Regions from separate parts of the Mus musculus genome. Here all the other regions are linked to region 3. Evidence: chromatin contacts called from public ChIA-PET and Hi-C data. All regions are on one chromosome and are shown on one strand. The core of a region is the stretch at or near the end of the contact, and the rest is flanking DNA. Distances in the headings are between cores, read along the strand shown.

Evidence for each region. Hi-C and Micro-C count contacts between places; a contact is called where the count stands out from the background. ChIA-PET counts read pairs in DNA pulled down with a chosen protein or histone mark.
Region 1: a Hi-C map of adipose-derived mesenchymal stem cells shows a contact between it and region 3, with 2.0 times the contacts expected there. The contact joins the enhancer-like site here to the promoter of Ercc6l2 in region 3. A contact is called at or near these places in 6 of 39 promoter capture datasets (the 3T3-L1 cell line, cranial neural crest, hippocampal neurons and 2 more), 3 of 484 Hi-C or Micro-C datasets (Sertoli cells, adipose-derived mesenchymal stem cells and nephron progenitors), 1 of 115 datasets of contacts at active chromatin or transcription factors (embryonic stem cells) and 2 of 9 other capture datasets (adipose tissue and pancreatic islet).
Region 2: an RNA polymerase II ChIA-PET map of effector CD8 T cells shows a contact between it and region 3, with 113 read pairs. The contact joins the enhancer-like site here to the promoter of Ercc6l2 in region 3. A contact is called at or near these places in 10 of 39 promoter capture datasets (the 3T3-L1 cell line, 3T3-L1-derived adipocytes, the HPC-7 cell line and 6 more), 1 of 15 datasets of contacts at CTCF or cohesin (CD8 T cells), 7 of 484 Hi-C or Micro-C datasets (the C2C12 cell line, CD4 T cells, CD8 T cells and 3 more), 6 of 115 datasets of contacts at active chromatin or transcription factors (CD8 T cells, effector CD8 T cells, embryonic stem cells and 1 more) and 4 of 9 other capture datasets (adipose tissue, liver, macrophages and 1 more).

What each region holds. Positions count from the first base shown.
Region 1 is chr13:63,748,519-63,751,502 of GRCm38.p6, forward strand. No RefSeq gene overlaps it. Among named protein-coding and RNA genes, the nearest start is that of 1700024I08Rik, 16 kb to the left of the region's middle. Within about 2 kb of position 1,648, at least 52 of the 459 cell types and tissues checked have an H3K27ac peak or open chromatin away from gene starts, as enhancers often do. A contact at or near this core is called in adipose tissue and adipose-derived mesenchymal stem cells, where this site is marked.
Region 2 is chr13:63,884,735-63,887,656 of GRCm38.p6, forward strand. All of the region lies in intron 17 of Ercc6l2 (excision repair cross-complementing rodent repair deficiency, complementation group 6 like 2), which reads left to right. Among named protein-coding and RNA genes, the nearest start is that of Gm46423, 21 kb to the right of the region's middle. Within about 2 kb of position 1,542, at least 43 of the 459 cell types and tissues checked have an H3K27ac peak or open chromatin away from gene starts, as enhancers often do. A contact at or near this core is called in CD8 T cells, the G1E-ER4 cell line, Th1 cells and 4 more, where this site is marked.
Region 3 is chr13:63,813,688-63,816,692 of GRCm38.p6, forward strand. Ercc6l2 (excision repair cross-complementing rodent repair deficiency, complementation group 6 like 2) reads left to right here and starts at 1,553. Exons shown (of 19, transcript NM_001013608.3): 1 at 1,553-1,830. The coding sequence starts at 1,788.

The DNA.
Region 1 (2,984 bases), core at 398-2,897, 65 kb before region 3:
TTTGTTTTTTTTGGTGTGGTAAAAATTATATAGTACTATTTTTAAAATAGATTTATTTATTTTAAAAATTTAGTGAAAGTAGACACCTAAAGACAAGATGAACTTAGCTCTTCAAATAGACACAAGTAGAGAAACTCTCTGAAAGGCATTGTAGGAGAGAAGAAAAAAAAGTGTCAAAAACAGTACTAAAAAGACAAAGAGAGATTAAAGGCAGAACCATACAGAAGCGTACCAAAGCCAGATGAACAGGAACCTGCGGGCCCAGCGTTTGGCCGCCATGGAGGCCATCCTGTGAGACAAGCAGAAGGCTGCCAGGTTCCACTGTGTCTTGAAAAAAGGGAAGAAGAACCTGGAGTTTTATCCCTCCAACCTCACCTCACTCTGGCTGGGCTGGCTGCTTCTCAGACCCTGACAGGGCTGACAGAGCTCTAAAATGCTTGGAGGTGAGGGACAGTGGGCAGGCCTGGCATCCTGGAGGCAGGACTTTCAGTTCCTTGTTGGCAGTGCCTGTCTTAGCCTGCAAGCCTCTGAGGCCACTGGGAGTGACTGTGAGGCAGGATGGGTCAGGAGGGGCAGATCTGCCTTCCCAGAGGGCCCAGGGTCCTTGACTCCTTCCTCAGTCATCACACACGGTGACATTGATGTCTGGAACCTTCTAGGACAGCAAGATCTTGATCTACCAGTAAAGCCCCTCTCTAGCTGTGGGATTTCCCAAATGTCTGGAGTCCTTCTGCAGAATTAGTCATTAGAAGTATGGAGACAGGCAGAGGGCATCCACCAAGGCCTGACTAGGGGTGTAAGGCAGTCATCCTTGGACTGCGAGTCACGAACAAGAATCCAGGGCTCCTCATCCTCTTCCTGGCTGTCCTGCTCTATTGGGAACCCCTCATCTGACACACCTACCTCCACCTGTGCAGGGAGTCCCAACACTTTTCTCCCTTTGTAAGACACAAAGTTAACCAGTAAGTCCCTCCTGCCCAGAGAGAAAAGAAAAGAAAAGAAAAGAAAAGAAGAGAAGAGAAGAGAAGAGAAGAGAAGAGAAGAGAAGAGAAGAGAAGAGAAAGGGAAGGGAAGGGAAGGGAAGGGAAGGGAAGGGAAGGGAAGGGAAGGGAAGGGAAGGGAAGGGAAGGGAAGGGAAGGGAAAGGAAAGGAAAGGAAAGGAAAGAAAAGAAAAGAAAAGAAAAGAAAAGAAAAGAAAAGAAAAGAAAAGAAAAGAAAAGAAAAGAAAAGAAAAGAAGAGAAAAAAGAAACAGTGTCAAAAGCTGTAAGAAAAGACAACAAGTTACCTACTAAGAGAAGCTAAAGGGGGGATGGAAGGAGGATGAGGGAATTCAGCAGTGGGCATGGGGTCTCCTGGATCTGGGATTATAAGCCATTATGACATGAGTGCTGGGGACTGAGCTAGGTCTTCTGCAAGAACAGTACACCTGCAGAGCCATCTCTTCAGGCCAATGATGATTATAATTTCTGAAAGTCACCAGCAGATGAGAAAAAGAAGAAGAAAATTATGCAAATGTACCTTCTCCCCACCCCATTTTCCTTTCCCCCATAAAAACCCTGTGAATTGCTGAAAGTCCTCTGGTGACTTCTTGAATTTGGCACTGGTTTGATTGGTTTTGGCAACCATATTGTAGTGACTCATGAGAGAATACCGTGGGTCTCCTTACTCACAGATGGAGCAGCGCTTGCTAACTCAATGACAGCAATTCCGCATGCTTATAAGACTGCAAGAATTTGCTGCTGGTGGGCCAATGAAAACAAACACGTCCAAGGAAAGAGGGCCCAGTGAAAAGAGGGTTGCAAAAAAGATAAAAATTAAAACACACATGGCCAGTAACTGTGTAGTTTAAAAAAAATGTTCTAGTTGTTTATTTAAACATATGTCTTGGGGCCTGTGAGATGGCCCTGAAAGTAAAATGCCTGCTGCCAAGCCTTACAGTCTGCACCCAGTGGGTCTTCCTCTTTGTTTCCTGGCCTTCAGGAGGTAATCAGCTTTTTTTTCCACCATGTGTTCCCCTTCAAAAAGTGCCGTCTCCCACCATGATGTACCCACCATGATGTCTTGTGTACCCACAATTCTAAACACAGTGAAGCCAAGATACTATGAACTGAATTCTCCCGATCAAAGCTGAAATCAAATTGATTGTCTCAGGTATTTCTTCACAGCAGTGACAACCAGTCTGACCTACCACTGCTAATTTTTTTTCTGGTACTCTTTAAGCTTTGCTGTAATAAAGTACATAAGCATAAATCTTCTCCCTAGCCATTCTATGTGTATAATTGGCAGTAATTATATTTAAGCTATTATGTAGTCATTACCACTTCTTTTGTCAAACCTTTCTCTCCACCCAAAGTACACTGTCTATTAAGCAGTGATTGCTCATTCTATCCTACCCTGGACATTGCTAGGCCCTAAAACTCTCTCTATATATAAATTGACTGATTCTAGAATGTTCAGGAGGTAGAATCACACAGTATTTGTATTTGGTTTATTTCATTTAGCATAGTGTTTTCTTTTTTGTGTGTGTGTAAGCATGCTTCTATGTGTGTGGACATGTGTGTACAGGTACATGTACAAATGTACAGATGGAAGCCAGAGGTGGACACAGGGTGCCTTCTTCCAACACTAAATTAGAAAAGGAAATTAAGAGGGTAGTTCCCTTTTATAAGTTCCATTTACTCATTAGGGATGAATTTAACAAACTAAAATTTATACTCTAAAAACTGAAAAATATGCTTATAGCAAACTTGGGTCTAGGAAGATGTTTCACAGATTAAAGCACTGGCTGTGCTTATACAGGACCCAGATTTGATTCCCAGACACATGTTAGGTCACAACTGTCTGAAACTCTAGTTCAGACGCCCTCTTCTGGCTTCCTTGGGAACTGTATGCCTGTGGTACACATGCACAGACAAAACACTCATAGACATAGTGCAATTCTTAAAACGTTAAAATATTTAAGTCACTGGTTGGCAGCACATAC
Region 2 (2,922 bases), core at 292-2,791, 71 kb after region 3:
GAAATTCCTTCTTCTCCTTCTTCTTCTCCTCCTCTTCCTCCTCCTCCTCCTCCTTCTTCTTCCCTTCTCATTTTCGTTCTCCTTCTTCTTTTACATTTGTTTAGTGTGTGTGTTTTACCATGTATCCCTCCCCCCCCCTGTGTGTGTGTCTATCTGTATCTGTATCTGTGTGTGTGTGTGTCTGTGTGTGTGTGTCTGTGTGTGTGTGTGTGTGTGTGTGTTACATGTACATGGAGCTTGAAGGATTCGGTTTTCTACTTCCACTGTGTGGGGTTTGGGGATTGAACTCAGGTCATTGGGTTTAGAAGCAAGCACCTATGTCTTCTGAGCCGTCTGCCAGGCAAGTTTTGTGAAGTTTCTTACTACAGACTGGGTATGGAGATGCACATCTATATCATGCCAGCACTCCAGAGTCTCAAGCAGAATTGTAAGTTCAGTACCATCCTATGCTGCGTGATGAGTTTTAGGCTAGCCTAGGATCCTGCCGTAAAGCCAACACACAAAATAAAGTTGCTTTAGATTGCAGCTATTGTACCTTCTGGGAGGAAAGGAGCTAGAGTTTCCAACTTCAGTCCCCTCTTCCTCTCACAACATGTTTGTGTTTTCAGGCCTGATTGTCAGTTTTGAACATATGCAGAAAATGTGGCTTTGGTATATATTTGGGTTCAATCCACTAACCAGTTGGTTTTTTCCTAGACAGTGGTTTAAGGTTCAGGAGTAGGTTTTAGCCTTAGGTTTTTGTTGAATACAGAGACCCTACTTTATGATAACCTTGCATAATTAATTTGAATATTTTTCACTGTTGCCCAAAGATCGTTAAACAGTTTTATCACTTTAGATCCAGCTGCCATTTGCATGGATTTTCTTTCACTGTTCTGTCTGTTTTGATAGCTCTCCCAGTTCCTTGCATTGCAAAGATAAGCGAATTTATGCCTTTGTGTGTGCTTACAGTTTGGCCCTTAACCAAAGAGATCTCTTTTTAAGTCTTTTGTTTGAACAGATGTGTAAACAAAACATTGCTGCTTCAGACTTCACAGTTTAAGGCTTGATGAAAACAGAAACTGAAAGAACACTTGATTTGTATTCTTCGTGGCATACTTGGTGTGATCAGGATGATGGAGAGGCAGGGCCACACATGATGGTGACCTTAGAGTGTGCTTAGAACTGTTTAGCTTTGGGAACAAGTTGTAGGCCCCAGACTTTACTGGCATAGGCAGGCCCTCAGTTCATCTTAGAACCAGCTTTCTGAGTTCAGCCTTCTACCATCATGACTTTCCACTGCCTTTGAAAATCTCCACTTAGTTCCAGTTTCCCATTACTGGCTAACCACCTGGATTTAGGACATCAGTATGACTGGTATCCACTTTTCTTGTGTGCCCTAAAAGGAACCAGCGCCATAGCCAGATCCATTCCTCATCTACCTAGTCAAAGATTTCACTAGTTCCTGGTAACCTGCCACAGACAGGCTATCCTGTCTGTGCACCACTGTGAGCAGCCTTCCTCTGCAATGTGTAGGATGAGGTGAGCTGGGGAGATTCTGTGTGCTGGCTATGGATGTGTCTCCAGAATTAGTCCCAAGAGAGATTATCCATAATACCTTTTCTGTAAAATAGAAACTAGAGGCTTGTCTTAGTTTGGGTTTTATTGCTGTGAGGAGACACCATGACCACAGCGACACTTACAAGGGAAAACATTTAATTAGAGCTGGCTTACAGTTCAGAGGTTTAGTTCATGATTGTCACAGTAGGTAGCATGGCAGCATCCAGCATCGAAGAGTGTTCTATATCTGGATCTGCAGGCAGCAGGAAGAGAGAAACCCCAAAGCCCAGTGACACTTTCTCAAACAAGGCCACACCTCCCAGTAGTACCCATCCCTATGGGCCTAGAGGGGCCATTTTCATTTAAACCACAAGGCTCTTCATGATTATCTTCAAAAGTTAGCATCACGGTGGCAAGCTTGTATAACCACAAGGCCGAAGCAAAAGTACCCAAGTTCAAGGCCAGCTTGGACTACATCATTAGTTCTAAGGCCTCCTGCAGCTATACTGAAAACCCTTGTGTTTAAAAAGAAAAGAAGAAAACAGAAAAAAAAAAACCCACAGTTCTTTACTCTCCTGGATTTTAAACTCTTGATACATTTGTTACAGGATGTGGTTATGAGAGGGCCTTTCCCTGTCAAATTCTCATTTCTATGTAAGAACCTTTCTTTAGCAGTTTACCTTCAAATTTATATTACATTTTAATTAATGTTAATAAAAGGAGGTTTTGGGTTTTTTTTAATAAATATTCCCTGAACTATACAGTGCTGTTTTCTAATATACACATTCCATATGTGGCCGAATAAACAGAAAAATGCAAATGTGATCATAGAGCTGTAAGGTAGAAGGATTCCTTCCTTTGAAAGTATACTGACATTAAAGATTGCTATCTACAGTTTTCTTAAGCTTTTCATATTGGAAAATCTGTAGCTTTTTTTTTTTAGTTGAGTCTGCACTGAAAAACTGTTGCTTGAGTAAAAGTAAGGCCCTTGACTTAGGTCTATTGCTTTGAATTACAGATCATGTACTTTACTAAAGGAATGATGGCTAGTGAGACAGCTTAGCAAGCAGGTAAAAGCCAGCAACCCTGGGACCTTGTGATAGAAAAAAGAACTGACTCTGAAAGTTGTCCTTTGACCTCCACACACATGCCTTGGCATGTGAGTACAAAATAAATAAATGAATGTAAAAAGAATACTAAAAAGATAAGATCCAGATTATCCAAGGACATTTGACTGTTTCATATTGTTACAGGATGATAAATAACTTTCATGGTATATAACCAATGTAAGCCTAAAACTATAGTAAGAAGTGAGTTGTTCAGAATTATGACTGATAAGACCTAGTGTGGACTCATTTATTTTCTCAAGTTTTGCTTTGGAGA
Region 3 (3,005 bases), core at 303-2,802:
GTCAATCCAACAACACTTATACTGACTTCAGAAATATATCACAATTTCACCTTGAAGTAACTGGCATCCTAGTGTTGGAGGTTTACAACATCAGCATCCACACAAGAGGATGACAGGCAACCGACAAGAACAAAAGCTACCCTAAGGGCAGGATGCTTAACCTTTAAGACATGTTCATGTTATGACTGTTCCCATTTCATTAAACAGGACAATCATGGCAATGCAGTTACATAAGAGACACTCAAAGGTGAGGAGTCGTCTTGTTAGCTAGAAGGATATTCCTTTAACAAGGTGATTTCTTTCATTTCAATGTTTATTTTGGATTTATCAAATCACTTGTAGTTTCAGTAAGGCCTTACATCTTAAACCAACAGGCAAAGGCCAGCCTGGTCTACAGAATGAGTTCTAGGATAGCTAGGGCTACGCAGTGAGAAGGCCTGTCTCAAAATCCCTGCCTCCCCCCAAAATTTATTTAACTCTTTATTTTTTGCAGTTACTCCCCTTTATTCAGGCTGTTGTTACTAGCTAAATCAATATTCCTAAATGTTTCTCTTTATAAAGCTTTTCCTATTGCTTTGCAAACAAGTGACACTCTTAATATAGCACTCCTTTGAAAATAGTCTACTAGTCTTAGTAGTATCTGCAAAGAATGGAGATCTCTTTGTTGAATAGGCATATAGTATATACAAATAAGATCCTCCAGTAGGCAGGATAATGATCCCCAAGAGGAATTTGTGTCTCTAAATCCAGGAACCCATACATGTTATCTTACATGTCAAGGGGCCTTTTCTGATGTAGTTATGAGTGTACACCTGAAAATAAGATTATTCTGGTGAGCTCAAAACAAACAAACAAACAAACAAACAAACCCCCCCAAAACCCAAACCCATTGTGGAAGGCTCAGGAAATGCACTATCCTTGGCTTTGAAGAAAGAGGTCAAGCCAAGGAGTGGAGATTCTTCCACTTTCTAGGAAGGAATGCAATTTCTCTGACTTCTGGATTTTTAGCTCTACGAGACCCGTACACAGGCACAGTGGCCTAAAAAAAAAAAAAATCACAAGAATTCGACATGAAGAATACATTTGGCTTCACGAGCTTGTTCAGGAGATGTTGGGACAGGCAAAATCCATTCAGCTCGTGCGCAGAACGCTGTGCTGGAGGCAGCAGGCTGCGTGGTGTGTGCTTCTCTCTCAGGGCGAGGCACAGTCGCTGCTCTTCTCAGATGGCGAAGAAAACCGAACCCCAGGGGTTGCCTTGTTTGTGCACGAGTGAGTTACGATAAAGTAGGCAAACCCAAGAAAACGCCCTCTTAAGGCTCGCCTCCTGAAGCTCCTAGACGACAAGGCCACCACAGTGTCAATGGTCTGTGCAGGGCTCACACTGTCTTTTTCCGCCCTGGGAGGATGTCACACACCTCAGGTCGTGGACTCCCTCAGCGAAGAGGGTCGAGGTCGCCGACTAATGCCAAATCTCGCGATATTTGGGACGTTCGCGAACTGCGCGAGGCTGACCTCGTCTGGAAGGGAAGCCGCTTCCGCCCGCTGAAAGGCTAGTCCATCTTCTCGCGATATCTGGAGGGAGGCGAGCGATGGAGCGCAGAGGCGCTCGTTCTCGCGGGATTTACGGGCTCTGGCGAGCGTTGGCTGGTCGCTGAGGTGACGCCGCCGCGTCAGGCCCCACATAGCGCCCCCCGCTCCGGGCGGGCGATGCCCGGCAGCCGGCCCACGTGCCGTGCTCTCCTCGCCGCCGAGAGCGGCGGGGCTGCCGGGTGCCTGCCCCTAGCCCGATGGACATCTCCGCCCCGCAGTCCCGCGCAGACTCCCGCAAAGGTATGAGCTCCGAGCTCGCGCCTCTGCGCAGGCACACGTCTTCAGGGCACTTCCGGAAGCGGCTCCCGCGTGCTTCCTGTGATTGACAGCTGCGGGTTTCGAACTCTTGCCCCGCGGGAAGTCCTCGGCTTTGCGACTCAGCCGCCTGGACGAAAGAATTTAGTGCTGTCCCTCACAGTTACTCGCCGAGCAGTGGGAACAGACTCCTCATCTGTAAAACGAGGACTATTGCTTCTTGTGACTATTAGATGAGATGAGATGCAAGTGACTCCACTTTTGACCCTTGGCGTTCAGTAAATGTCATTTTTGTCTTTGTATATGCCAGTTATTAGTCAATAGCAGGGATCTGTTAGGTAGATGATCAAAGGCCTATTTATTTAGTTTAGTTCACTTACATGGCGTATTGAAGCAGAATTTTGCCTCTAGTAGATCACCAAGAGCTTTTGAAAGTGCAGTTATCTCACAAGCCATCAGGGATGCAGACTTGCCCTCTAGCTTTTATTAATAAAATTGATTGATATAACAGATTACAAACTTTGTGTATATGTGTGCATCAGGCATGTGAAAGTCAGAGGATAGCTTGGGTGAGTCAGTTCTCCTTATGAATTCAGAGGCTGGAATCCAGGTCAGCAGTATTAGCAGCAAGTTGGCTTACAGATGGAGTCAACCTTCAAGCCCTGACAGAACAGATTTACAACTGAGTGTTCTGTGCCCAGGAATCATTGGGTAAATCTTGCTCTTCCTTTGAGGAAGATATCTCATGAAAGTAAGCAGGTGCTCAATGCTAATTTCAGGGTAAGCAACAAACCTTGAACTCGTAGGACTAAAAATTGGTCATGTCATAATTAAGGGCCCACAAATAGAAATGCCTTTATGAATCTGACTGCTAAAGGCAAATGGTGGATCTTCTAAGTGACAGTGATGGGACTGCTATGTTTGTTCCTTGATGCTATTAGAAGATTTAGTCACTTTTGGTATTTTAGGGGGAAAATTGCTGATGGGAAGAACAGATCACTCAAGAGTGTCCAAGAAGGAAGTATGTTTCCTATGTTGGAAGCAAACAAAAAAGGCACTTTGGAATTGAGAGAGGCATCCCAATCATTAGGAGCAATACCCCCAGTCCTACCTTTCAGAGAAAAGTCCTCCCTTGATCAGCAGTTCCAATCTCTGTAGTA